Regions from separate parts of the Mus musculus genome. Here all the other regions are linked to region 3. The links are chromatin contacts, called in public HiChIP or PLAC-seq maps. All regions are on one chromosome and are shown on one strand. The core of a region is the stretch at or near the end of the contact, and the rest is flanking DNA. Distances in the headings are between cores, read along the strand shown.

Evidence for each region. HiChIP or PLAC-seq counts read pairs in DNA pulled down with a chosen protein or histone mark.
Region 1: a contact with region 3 is called in an H3K4me3 HiChIP or PLAC-seq map of bone marrow-derived macrophages, with 4 times the contacts expected there. The contact joins the enhancer-like site here to the promoter of Socs2 in region 3. A contact is called at or near these places in 4 of 39 promoter capture datasets (cranial neural crest, embryonic stem cells, hippocampal neurons and 1 more), 16 of 484 Hi-C or Micro-C datasets (B cells, the C2C12 cell line, adipose-derived mesenchymal stem cells and 11 more), 13 of 115 datasets of contacts at active chromatin or transcription factors (VIP interneurons, acute myeloid leukemia, astrocytes and 10 more) and 3 of 9 other capture datasets (liver, macrophages and pancreatic islet).
Region 2: a contact with region 3 is called in an HNF4G HiChIP or PLAC-seq map of pancreatic cancer cells. The contact joins the enhancer-like site here to the promoter of Socs2 in region 3. A contact is called at or near these places in 6 of 115 datasets of contacts at active chromatin or transcription factors (astrocytes, cardiomyocytes, embryonic forebrain and 3 more) and 1 of 9 other capture datasets (pancreatic islet).

What each region holds. Positions count from the first base shown.
Region 1 is chr10:94,637,476-94,640,953 of GRCm38.p6, reverse strand. No RefSeq gene overlaps it. Among named protein-coding and RNA genes, the nearest start is that of Gm32898, 16 kb to the right of the region's middle. Within about 2 kb of position 1,498, at least 30 of the 459 cell types and tissues checked have an H3K27ac peak or open chromatin away from gene starts, as enhancers often do. A contact at or near this core is called in acute myeloid leukemia, bone marrow-derived macrophages, macrophages and 1 more, where this site is marked.
Region 2 is chr10:94,553,650-94,557,089 of GRCm38.p6, reverse strand. All of the region lies in intron 1 of Tmcc3 (transmembrane and coiled coil domains 3), which reads right to left. Among named protein-coding and RNA genes, the nearest start is that of Mir7211, 31 kb to the left of the region's middle. Within about 2 kb of position 1,424, at least 20 of the 459 cell types and tissues checked have an H3K27ac peak or open chromatin away from gene starts, as enhancers often do. A contact at or near this core is called in pancreatic cancer cells, where this site is marked.
Region 3 is chr10:95,415,567-95,418,895 of GRCm38.p6, reverse strand. It overlaps Socs2 (suppressor of cytokine signaling 2), which reads left to right and starts at 2,039. Exons shown (of 3, transcript NM_007706.4): 1 at 2,039-2,278. 5730420D15Rik (RIKEN cDNA 5730420D15 gene) reads right to left here and starts at 1,521. Exons shown (of 5, transcript NR_045339.1): 1 at 1,217-1,521.

The DNA of each region.
Region 1 (3,478 bases), core at 249-2,748, 780 kb after region 3:
TTTCCCTGTTTCTAGCTATAATTACATATTTATTTGGTTCATAAATATAGCATTAAAAAATCATGGGCTTCTTTCCTTTTCCTATCTTGCATAATGACGATGTGTCCCCCCAAGGAACTCAAGTCTAGATCCAAATGCTGGCTAGGATAAGAAATAAGAAAATGAAAATTATTTTATTCTAAGACTTGGACTTGATGCAATTTTAGGGATGAGGAGCAGGCTGCTTCTGCTTCCCTTTCGCTTCCTGTCAGCCCCATGATTTCGGGCCTTTTTTAAAAAGCTACAAATAGGCCTGACCTATCTGACAAATTTCAAAGTCAACTTTCTTACAGTTTGCCACTTCCCAGACAGAAGTTAAACTTCACATTCTCCCTGACTCCAGACAGCAGAGCATTTCCTTATTAAACCTTTTAACAAGGTTTCCAACCAAGATCTAGTGCTGCTGCAGGGAGGGATGGAATTGGAAGATTCTGGAATGGGAGACGTATTCTCCCCCCAAACCCCCCTCCACGGGTCATTTCTACCTTGCTTAATGTACTAGAAGTCATTCGGAAGTCATTTGAACCTGAAACAATGTCTGCAAAATAAGTCTGTGTTTAGTATTTCACTGAGTTTTTTTTTGGGGGGGGCGGGGTAAAACCCCTTCCCTTTCCTCCCCTGTGGTCAACATCACACTTCCGGTGTACAGTCTGCAATGTCTGCTCTCTCAGCTTCTCTTGCAGCCCAGCATGACGGATTACCAATGGCAAGGAAAGGGCTCTAAGAAGCCTGATGGGCTTACTCATTGCTTTTCTTACTGTTGTGGCAGAAGACTCTCTCTCTCTCTCTCTCTCTCTCTCTCTCTCTCTCTCTCTCTCTCTCTCTCTCTCTCTTTTGGGGGGTTGGGTTTTTTTGAGACAGGGTTTCTCAGTATAGCCCTGGCTGTCCTTGGAACTCACTATGTAGACCAGGCTGGCCTCGAACTCAGAAATCTGCCTGCCTCTGCCTCCCAAGTGATGGGATTAAAGGTGTGCGCCACCACCGCCCAGCTGTGGCAGAAGATTCTTAAGGAACAGTTTGAGGGTACAGATTATCAAGAAAGGATGGCGTGGTGGCGGGAGCTCAAGGCAGCTGGATATGCTGTATCCACAGTGAAAAAGCCGAGAGAGGTAATGGTTGCTTTTAAGTTTGCTCTTTTTCCCCCAGGTTTCATTCAGTCTGGGATCCAAGCCCAAGGGATGGTATTACACACATTCAGGGTAGGTTTTCCCTCCTCAGTTAAACTTCTCTGGAAGTATCCACCCAGGCACACCCAGAGGTATATATTCCAGGTAATTCTAAACCCAGTCAAGTTGACACTGAAGAGTGATCACTTGTGTTGGTTTGAATAGGGATGGTCCTCAGAGACTCATGTGTGTGAATGCTTGGACCACAAGAAATGTCACTATTAGGAGACGTGGCCTCGTTGGAGTGGGTGTGGCTTCGTTGGAGGAAGTGCATCACTGCGGAGGCAGGGCTTTGAGGTTTTATAAGCTCAAGTCTGGCCAGTGTGTCCCCCTGCTGCCCGTGGACCAAAATGTAGAACTCTCAGCTCCTTCTCCAGCACTGTCTGCCTGCACACTGCCATGCTTCCTGCCCTGATGATAGTGGACTGAACCTCTGAATCTACAAACCAGCCACAGTTAAATATTTTCCTCTATAAGAGTGGCTGTGGTCATTATAGCAATGAGACACCAGCTAAGACATCACTCACTGTAAGGGGGCTCTGGAGAAAGTTCCTTTCTGTATCAAAAGAGGCCTCCCTTCCTGCTTGCTGGACATGTGCCTGCTTGTGATAGTCCTGGGAATATTGTCTTCATCCCCAAATAAGGTACCTTTCCCTGGCAAGCCTGTCCCTGGGCCCATCCTTTGAAATCCATCATTTGCGGGGCTTTACTGTGTGATGTTGTGAAGGATATATATTTTGAAAGATTATATAGCTGGACTCTGTCCCCCTTCCTGGCTCATATGTCCTATGATCCTTGTAATCATGGTTGCTGAAACATGTCTTCTATATGTTGGTTAAATGCCTGGTAGTTGGGAGCCCCTGGGCACTGCTGTGTGGGGCTGGTTGATGGGAAATGCCCTGTGGAGTACTTGTACTTGTGCTCTGTACCAGCATTACACCAGACTTGTGACTGGTTTCTCTGACTTCTAGTTCTTCATCCTGACCCAGGCTTCCAAGTTCCTCTTCTAACACCGCTTTTACGTTATTGAGAAGCTACTGAGCAACCCCCCCCCCCCCCGTTCAATTCCAGTCACTTACATCCTGTCATCCGCAATGGCTTTACCTTTCCATGGACCTCCCTGCGATCCAGACATCATTTATTTTTTATTTTAGATTGTCCACCTCTTTCCTTCCCTCCAATTTAAATCCTGTTCATCTGTTCATGGCCCTGCCCAAACGCTATCTTCCTTTCCTCCCACTGGGCATCAATAGGATTTGATGGTGATTTTTTAAAAATGTGATTTATTGTGTAGTTTTACTACCTGTCATTTCACACACTTAGTTTCTTTCTCTCTCCAGAATTACCTTTGAATAGAATCTGAAGACAAAGTCTGTGTCATAATTATTAGTGTACTGTGCAGCGCTGATGACAGTGCTCTGTAGAGCCGACACTCAAAAAAAATTTTTTTTGCAGAGTGACTAATAGACATTTCCCAATTTGGCAGCGTGTGGCAGGGAATGGAGATGAATGTAAAGCTGCAATTTAAATGACGAGAGGGGATCTTGTCAGCAGGGGAGAGAGGGGGGAAAAACATTTAACGGATGCAAATAGTCTGGTCAAGAAGACACAGTAGAAGCAGGAAATATACAATACTTTGTGTGAAGTTGTCTTCAACAGAACAGAGATAGAGAAAAATCCCATCAGCTGGATAGGGACTGTAGGGACGAGCCCCAAGACACTGGACAGTCTGTGATCTTCAAAAGTTTCCGTTTCTTGAAGGGCACCCGTAGCCAGTGACTTCAGCTGCAATGTCTCAAAGGACTCAAGAGTAGGAAGATATGGGGGTGACCTTTGGACACAGCATTCCATGTACATAAGAACTCTCACTCTTTTTAACTCTCTCCCAAGGCTCACAGCTCACAGCTCACAGGAAAGGTTTCCTCGGGAATGTGAAGGGGTCATAAGAGAGCACCCTTGGCCAGGAGACCGGCACACTGAAATTGTCCTAGACACAAGCTTCCTGCGTCCCTCTCTGTGAAGCCATCTCTTCCCTCCGTCTCTGGGACTCCCCAGCTTTCATGACTCTGTTTTCAATGGATTGCCCTTCCTCCCTCTCCCGTTTTGAGATTTCCTCCTCCTCTTCCTGGCTTTTGAACATCAGAGGGTTTTACACCTTCACCCCCAGGGCTCCTCTTGCCTAGCTTTTCTTTTGCTGCTGTGATGTCGTCTAATGTAGTCCAGATAGGCCTCAAGCTGGCTGAGGCCAAGGGCGAGGCTGAAGTCCTGATCCT
Region 2 (3,440 bases), core at 175-2,674, 860 kb after region 3:
AAGGAGAAATGAAGATCAAAGTTCAAGTGAGTCTTTGCCTCTTCTCCAGTTCCTTACTTTTGCTTATAACACCATAGTCTGCCTTCACCGCCATCCCCTCCTATGCTACCCCTGCCCTTCCACCCCTGCCACTACCACCACCATGTGCTTCCTGGTTTTGGAAACATCACAGACAACCAACCATCCATAGAGAACCATTTAGAAAGAAGGAAAGAAGGAAAGGAGCAAAGGAGGAAAGGAAGGAAAGGAAGGAAAGGAAGGAAGGAAAGGAAAGGAAGGAAGGGAAGGAAGGGAAGGAAGGGAAGGAAGGGAAGGAAGGGAAGGAAGGGAAGGAAGGGAAGGGAAGGGAAGGGAAGGGAAGGGAAGGGAAGGGAAGGGAAGGAAGGAAAGAAGGAAGAGGGGTCAGTTGGGGAGGGAGAAACAGACAGACAAAACTTATAGAAAATGATGTAGCCATCAAAATGGAAATGGAGCTGACCAGCTACCATGGGAAGCTATCGAAATTAATAGGGAAAAGCAAGATGCTGAGCTCTGCCTATGGTGCCCGCCCATCTGTGCTTCAGAGGGTGGAACAGGTTACTGTAGAGTACTGTACAAGAGTACTGTATCCACATGGAATTTTCTAGGAGGACATCCTAAGAATTTTGAGTGGTAGCTGCCCATGGAGAAGTGGGTTGGGAGTCTAGAGATGAAACACTTTGTCTCCCGTTGCCCTTTGCCGTCCTTAAGCTCTCTATTGAAAAACAAGGCCCCTCCCAGGGAGACCAACAGACAACTTACCTGTGACACAGCATTACCACAGGCAAGTCCCTTCTCTGACTCATCCCAAGGCTGGCTTGCTCGTAGGGACAAACCAACTTTCCCCGATAGTAAGACTTCTCTGGCTGCACGCTGACTTCATCATCTCTCTATGTGTTGATTTCCTTTAGAAAGGTAACTCCACTAGAAAAGAGGTTTTAAAATCCAATCCCCGAGGAATTAAAACCATGTTTGTTGATACTCAGCTGGAATCACCAACTCAGAATATAAAACTTCAAGTAACAACCCCCCTCCCCAAATACAGTATACTAATATTACATTTCTCTTCTAAGGTCTTCACGAATTACTATTTTCTCAAGGTACCAATGCCGCCGGAAAACACTTCTGCTAAAGGCTACTTTCCCAAATGCTCCCAGCTTTGAATTTGGACTGTGTGGACAGTGATTTTTTCCCCAATACAGACTCCTCACTGGGAACACCCACTGGAGCAAAACAATACCATATGTACACACATACACGCGCGCGCGCGCGCGCGCACACACACACACACACACACACACACACAGCACAGCACAAGGATTCTTCTGTCTGCAGTGCCAATGGGCTGACTGTATGCATGAGTCCTGTAAGACTATAATGAAGCTGAAAAAAAACAAAACAAAACAAACCTGGTGACATCATAGTATGTTCATATCATAGCAGAAAACATTACTCAAGAGTCTGGGCAAAACCAGTGTAAACAAACCTACTTCATTAGCGGCCACAGAAAAGTGTGACACATAGAAGAAAAGTGTAACACATACACTCACTTGGAAACAGAGGAGTGTGTTCCTGGTTTATGGACTCTCGGTGTTTCCCATCATTATTTGACCTTACTCTCCTCCTAGGTCATTAAAAACAAAAAGAGTTCATCAAAAGAGTAAAATAGCACCATGCAGGTCCCCCGAGGTCTAGGAGGTGCCACTGTCACCATAGGATGGGCCCATGTGCCTGACCTCTCCTGAAGACCTTGTTGATTGGGACAGATCCAGGGAGACATTTGCAGCAGTGTGCATACATACTCTACCATAGGAAGAAGGCCCAGGTTAAGGCGTATGGTTGAATCTCAGGTGTCTGGTTTTTGGTTTTTGGTTTTGGGTTTTGTTTTTTAAACAAAAAGCTAAGGAGTTTTTTTTTAAAAACAACATTTAAAACAGAGTAAAGATTTTTGTATAGCTCAGGAGTTCAGTCATGACCCATTTGTGGGGGATCGCATGACCCTTTCACAGAGGTCACCTATGCATATCATATATTTACATTATGATTCATAACAGTAGCAGAATTACAGTTATGAAGTGGCAACACAAGTAATTTTATGGTTGGGGTCAGCACAACATGACCCCAAACTGTGTTAAAGCGTTGCAGCATTAAGAAGGCTGAGAACTACAGGTCTAGCTAGACGGTGTCTCTTTTAATTATTATTTTTTTTAAAGTCACAAAGTTGAAGAACTTAAAAATTTTAGAAAATAAAGTGACATTAAAATAAGTTTACTACTGAAGAAAAATATTTTTTGTACATAAATTTTGTGGTGCCTACAAGTCCAATTTTTACAAAATTACATTGATAGGACTAGGTGTGATGCCCTAGGCTTTTACAGTCCCTCACCGGCATCTCACTGACTCCTGCAGGGCAGCTTCCAGTCCCAGAAGTGCCCTAGATGCTGCACCATTAAAATTAAATAAATATACAATGAAATAAATAAATAAATAAATAAATAAATAAATAAAGTTAGTTTTGGTATTTTTATTGTGCCTTTTCCATGTTTAGAAACACACACACAAACACAGCTATGTTACAACTGCTCACAGTGTGTAGCACAGTGCTCCATATGAGGGTTTGTGTGTGGGAGCGTGGCAGGCTGTACTCCGAAGCCTAGCCATGTAGTACGCTGGACTGCCTAGGCTTGTGTAAGTGTACTTCACGATGTTTGCAAAATGGCAACATCACCTAGTGAAAGATTTCTCAGAACCTGTCTCCTCAAGTCATCTCTGGTATGGTGACACATGGTAGTGTCATACATCCTGGGATGGCTAGAGAGAGAGAGAGAGAGAGAGAGAGAGAGAGAGAGAGAGACTGCTTACATAGAGCTCATATGACTTTTCAGGGGCTGAGCTGCTGTGTTTGTGAGTCCTAGTCTTTAATGTTTTACCTGGACTTTTAAAAATGGTTTCTGTAACAATAACTACAAACAAACAAACAAAACAAAAAGCAATAAAGCCATGTCCTGAAGGTTGGGACCACATTCTCAGAAGCCAAAACAGAAGAGAACTTGGTTCGTTAAAATACACTCTGGTAGCTCTAGGCCTCTGAAACGAAGCAACGCTAGAATCAGATTAAGATAAATTGGAACTGTTTACATCTAAGTTATTCTTAAAATATTAAAAAACGGGCACTTGAACACGCCCACGCCTTCTTAGAGAGATTCAGAAACCCAACTGCCCAGGTAGGAGAATACATTAAAAACGTTCACAATAGCATCGGTCACAGAGCAAGTCACAGGAAAACCACGAAACGACGCGTAGATAATCCAAAGGCCTTGGGCAAAGCGAGTGCATGCCCGCGTGCACACACACACACACACACACACACACACACACAGACACACACACACACACAATCTACACAGATGCATTTGCACAGC
Region 3 (3,329 bases), core at 790-3,289:
TGCACCACTAATTCCTGCCTCCCGTGGAGGGTGCTTTCCAGGCTCCAAGCCTTCCTGCCATGTTGGAATGTGTCCTGTGAACCATGAACCGAGATCAATCTTTCCTCCCTTCCATCACCTCTGCCAGGTGGTTTGGTCATAGTACTCAGTAGAGTAAGGAGGCTGGAAGATTTACTACACCTGACAAAGAAAAATTAATCTGTATGATCTCAAAAAAAAAAAAAAAAAAAACACCACCACCAACAACAAAAAAACCAACAAAAAACCAAAACCCTTTAGGAGTGCAGAAGCACAGGCACACACTTCCACTTCCTCTGAGGTTTTCTACCAAGAAAGGATCAACCATTCATAAAACGTTGGTCTTAGTTATCCCTGCACATTGTAGAGGCTTAAAAAGTTTAACTTGGGCCTCCAACTCACTACACAGAACTCCAGAGGGATCCGCCTGTCCGTTCATGCTAACCTTTCACCGACATCTTGTTTTTAAGTTTACAGAAAACGTTAGGGACCTAAAGAAGGTAAGCATCCTGCTAAGTTACTCCCTGGCTTTACACAGGCTTTCTAAAACTTGAGTAAGAGGCATCCTTCCCATCAAAGATTCCAGGAAAACAGCCTCCCCCCTCCGCGGCCACACATACGAATCTATCGCTGACAAAGCCCCTGTAAGCTGGCTTATGTCCTCCCCTCGCGTTCACCATTCTGTAAGTGCATAGAATTATTTAAGAGGAAAAAAATTACTGTGGATAAAAATTGGTTCGGGGCCTTGGAATTGGCCGGTCGTGTTGTGTTTCCTTCCAGGGCCGGCAGGCGGGGCACCAGGCAAGGCTTGGAAGCCGCGCCTCTCTCAACCTCTCCTGGCCACCCTTGCCCAACTTCCCCATAGACACAGCTTCAACTAAAAGTGGCCATTGACCTTTCAAGCTTTTGAGCAGTGGGGCAACAGAACAGTATTTCAAAGAAAAATGGTTATCGAAATTTCGAATCCGGTTTTCCCATGAGTGTTTTTTTTTTGTTTTTGTTTTTCTGTTAAAAAAAAAAAAAGTAGGTCACATTCAAAGTGGGTCACGTTTCAGGAGCCGGCGTGCCTGGATGCCGGCGCGGAGGCTAGGTGGCCTCTTACAGAGTGGGAGGTGAGGGTCCCAATAGGAAAGAAGTACTGGGATCAATACGAACTCCGGGTCCCTGGCTTTGCAAGGATTCACAGAGACAAACGCACCAGGCCTGTGACCCCGCACCCCACCCGGGCACAGGTAAGGGCACCTCCTCTGTAGGGTGGCCAGGGTGGGTCTCCCGAAGGGCAAGCAGGAGTTGAGCTGAGGAGGAAAGGAGAAGCTGGGCAAGGCTGATGCAGGGGACTACCAGTTGGAGCTCCAGGGGGGAGGGATTGAGGGCAGTCTGCGCAGCTTTAAGGAGGCGCTCAGCTCGTCTCTTTCCTGGCCTTCTAGGATGCTGGCGGAGGGGACAGTCTCTGGTTCGCTTCCCGAGGTGCCCGGGAGTGGTAGTCGACCTGGGCAGTGGCGTGCTAGCTCTAGCTCTGTGTGTGTCTTAGAGAGGGAGGGACGGACATCTGAGCCCCGCCCCCTTCCCGCACGCTGGTCCTGCATCCCACATGGAGGAGAGGAGGGTCGCGTCTGGCAGGCGCACAGCGGGGTGGATGGCTGGCCTAAAGGTTCCCTCCTACGTGGAGGGCTGGGGAGAAGAGGGGCTGCTATTCGCGGGACCGAGGTGCTCAGCTGTTGCAGACACAGGGGCAGGTACTGGTGGCTTAATAGGCATTGGCTGGGGACTTCTCCTTGTTCCCGAGCACCCCGAGGTGCAGGGTCAGAGGAGGGCGGAGTCGCAGGCTTCCACCCCGCAGCCACCAGCACCAGCACCCGCACCGGCTCTCTCCACCCGGCTCCCTTGAAGCCTGCGCATTAGCGGCCGGGGCCTCTTTAAAGCGCTGGCGGGGGCTGCGGTCACGTGAGGCGGATTCCTGGAAAGTTCCTGGAAAGCGGCCTCCGCCGCGGCCGGGCGGGGCGCGAGGGGCGGGAGGCGGGGAGCGAGGGAGGCGCGTCGGGCTGGGAAGTCGCGCGCACACTCGGCTCCGGGGACAGACGGTTAACTCTTGCCAAGTCTCGCCGCCTCTGCGGCTCCCGGGCCTTGGGCTTCCCCCCTGAAGCATGAGCCTTTCCTCCCGCAGCCGCCAACGCTGCGCGGGTCTCGGACAGTGCGCGCCGGGACTCCAGGCGCGCGCCCTCAAGATCCCTTGTGCCCGGAGCCCGGAAGCTTGCGGCAGGTACCGCTCGCGAAGCCCGAAGGTTCCGCCCGGGGGGACAGTGGCCGGGAGGGCGGCGGGGTGCGAGCACGGGGGCGGCGGCGGACCGCCTGGGCGTCCGCAGTTTAGGGCGCCCCGGGAGAGTTCAAGTCGGGGCTCTGCCCCATCCGGACTCAACTGCCTCCTCTCTCCCGGGTTCCTTCTCGGTCTCGGGAAATTTTCCGAGCACCCCCACCCCCCAACAACTGCTACCCAAATTTATAATCCTAATAACCTGATCTCCCGCTCCTCCCCGCCAGCCTCCGCCCTTGCTCCCCCACCCCACCCCTTCTCTTTCTCCCATCTCCTCCGCTTCAACTGGAGGGAAACCCGGCACTGGCGAGCAGGGGTGTCAGCCTGGGGCGGAGAGGGGGGGGGGAAGCTAGGCGACGATCCCTGGGATTTTTGTCTGCCTTTGGCGCAGAAAAACTCGGTTGCTTTTACTGAGCGCAGAGCCGATTGCATCCCCAGGCATCTCCTTCCACAAATAAACGTCACCCGGGGAACTCAGACGGACACCCCTCCTTGCCCCCTGGCTCCCCCGCCCCTTGTCCGCTGGGGAGGCTGCCTAGTGCGGAGGCGGCAGTCGCGGCGGTGGAGGTAAGACCTCAGTCCCAGTTGATGGCATGGCCCGCTGCGCTCGCTGTTGCGGGCTCAGCCCCGGCCTCATTTGGAGCTCCGGCGGGGGCTGCACGCTCCGGCCGATTCCTCGACAGCGCCCGCGGCGGCAGCCGCAGGAGCCGCGGTCCGCGTTTTGGAGCGACCGCCGCTGAGCCCCCCATCCTCGTCTGGAGCGTGCTCCAGGAAGCGGCAGGAGTGGGGGTGAGGCCGCCTCCGAGGCAGGGATGCAGCGGCTGGCGCGCCGCTAGCGCACCGCAGCACCCTCGGCTGGCGACCCAGGAGCCCTGCGGCGCTTTAGGGCGTGGAACCAGGTTTTGCCGGATGCATCCTCCCAAGGGCCCTGGGGCTGCTCGAAATGTAAGATGGAAATGCCAAGTGCAGAGAACTGCCCGGTTCTTTGTGTAATGTTTTC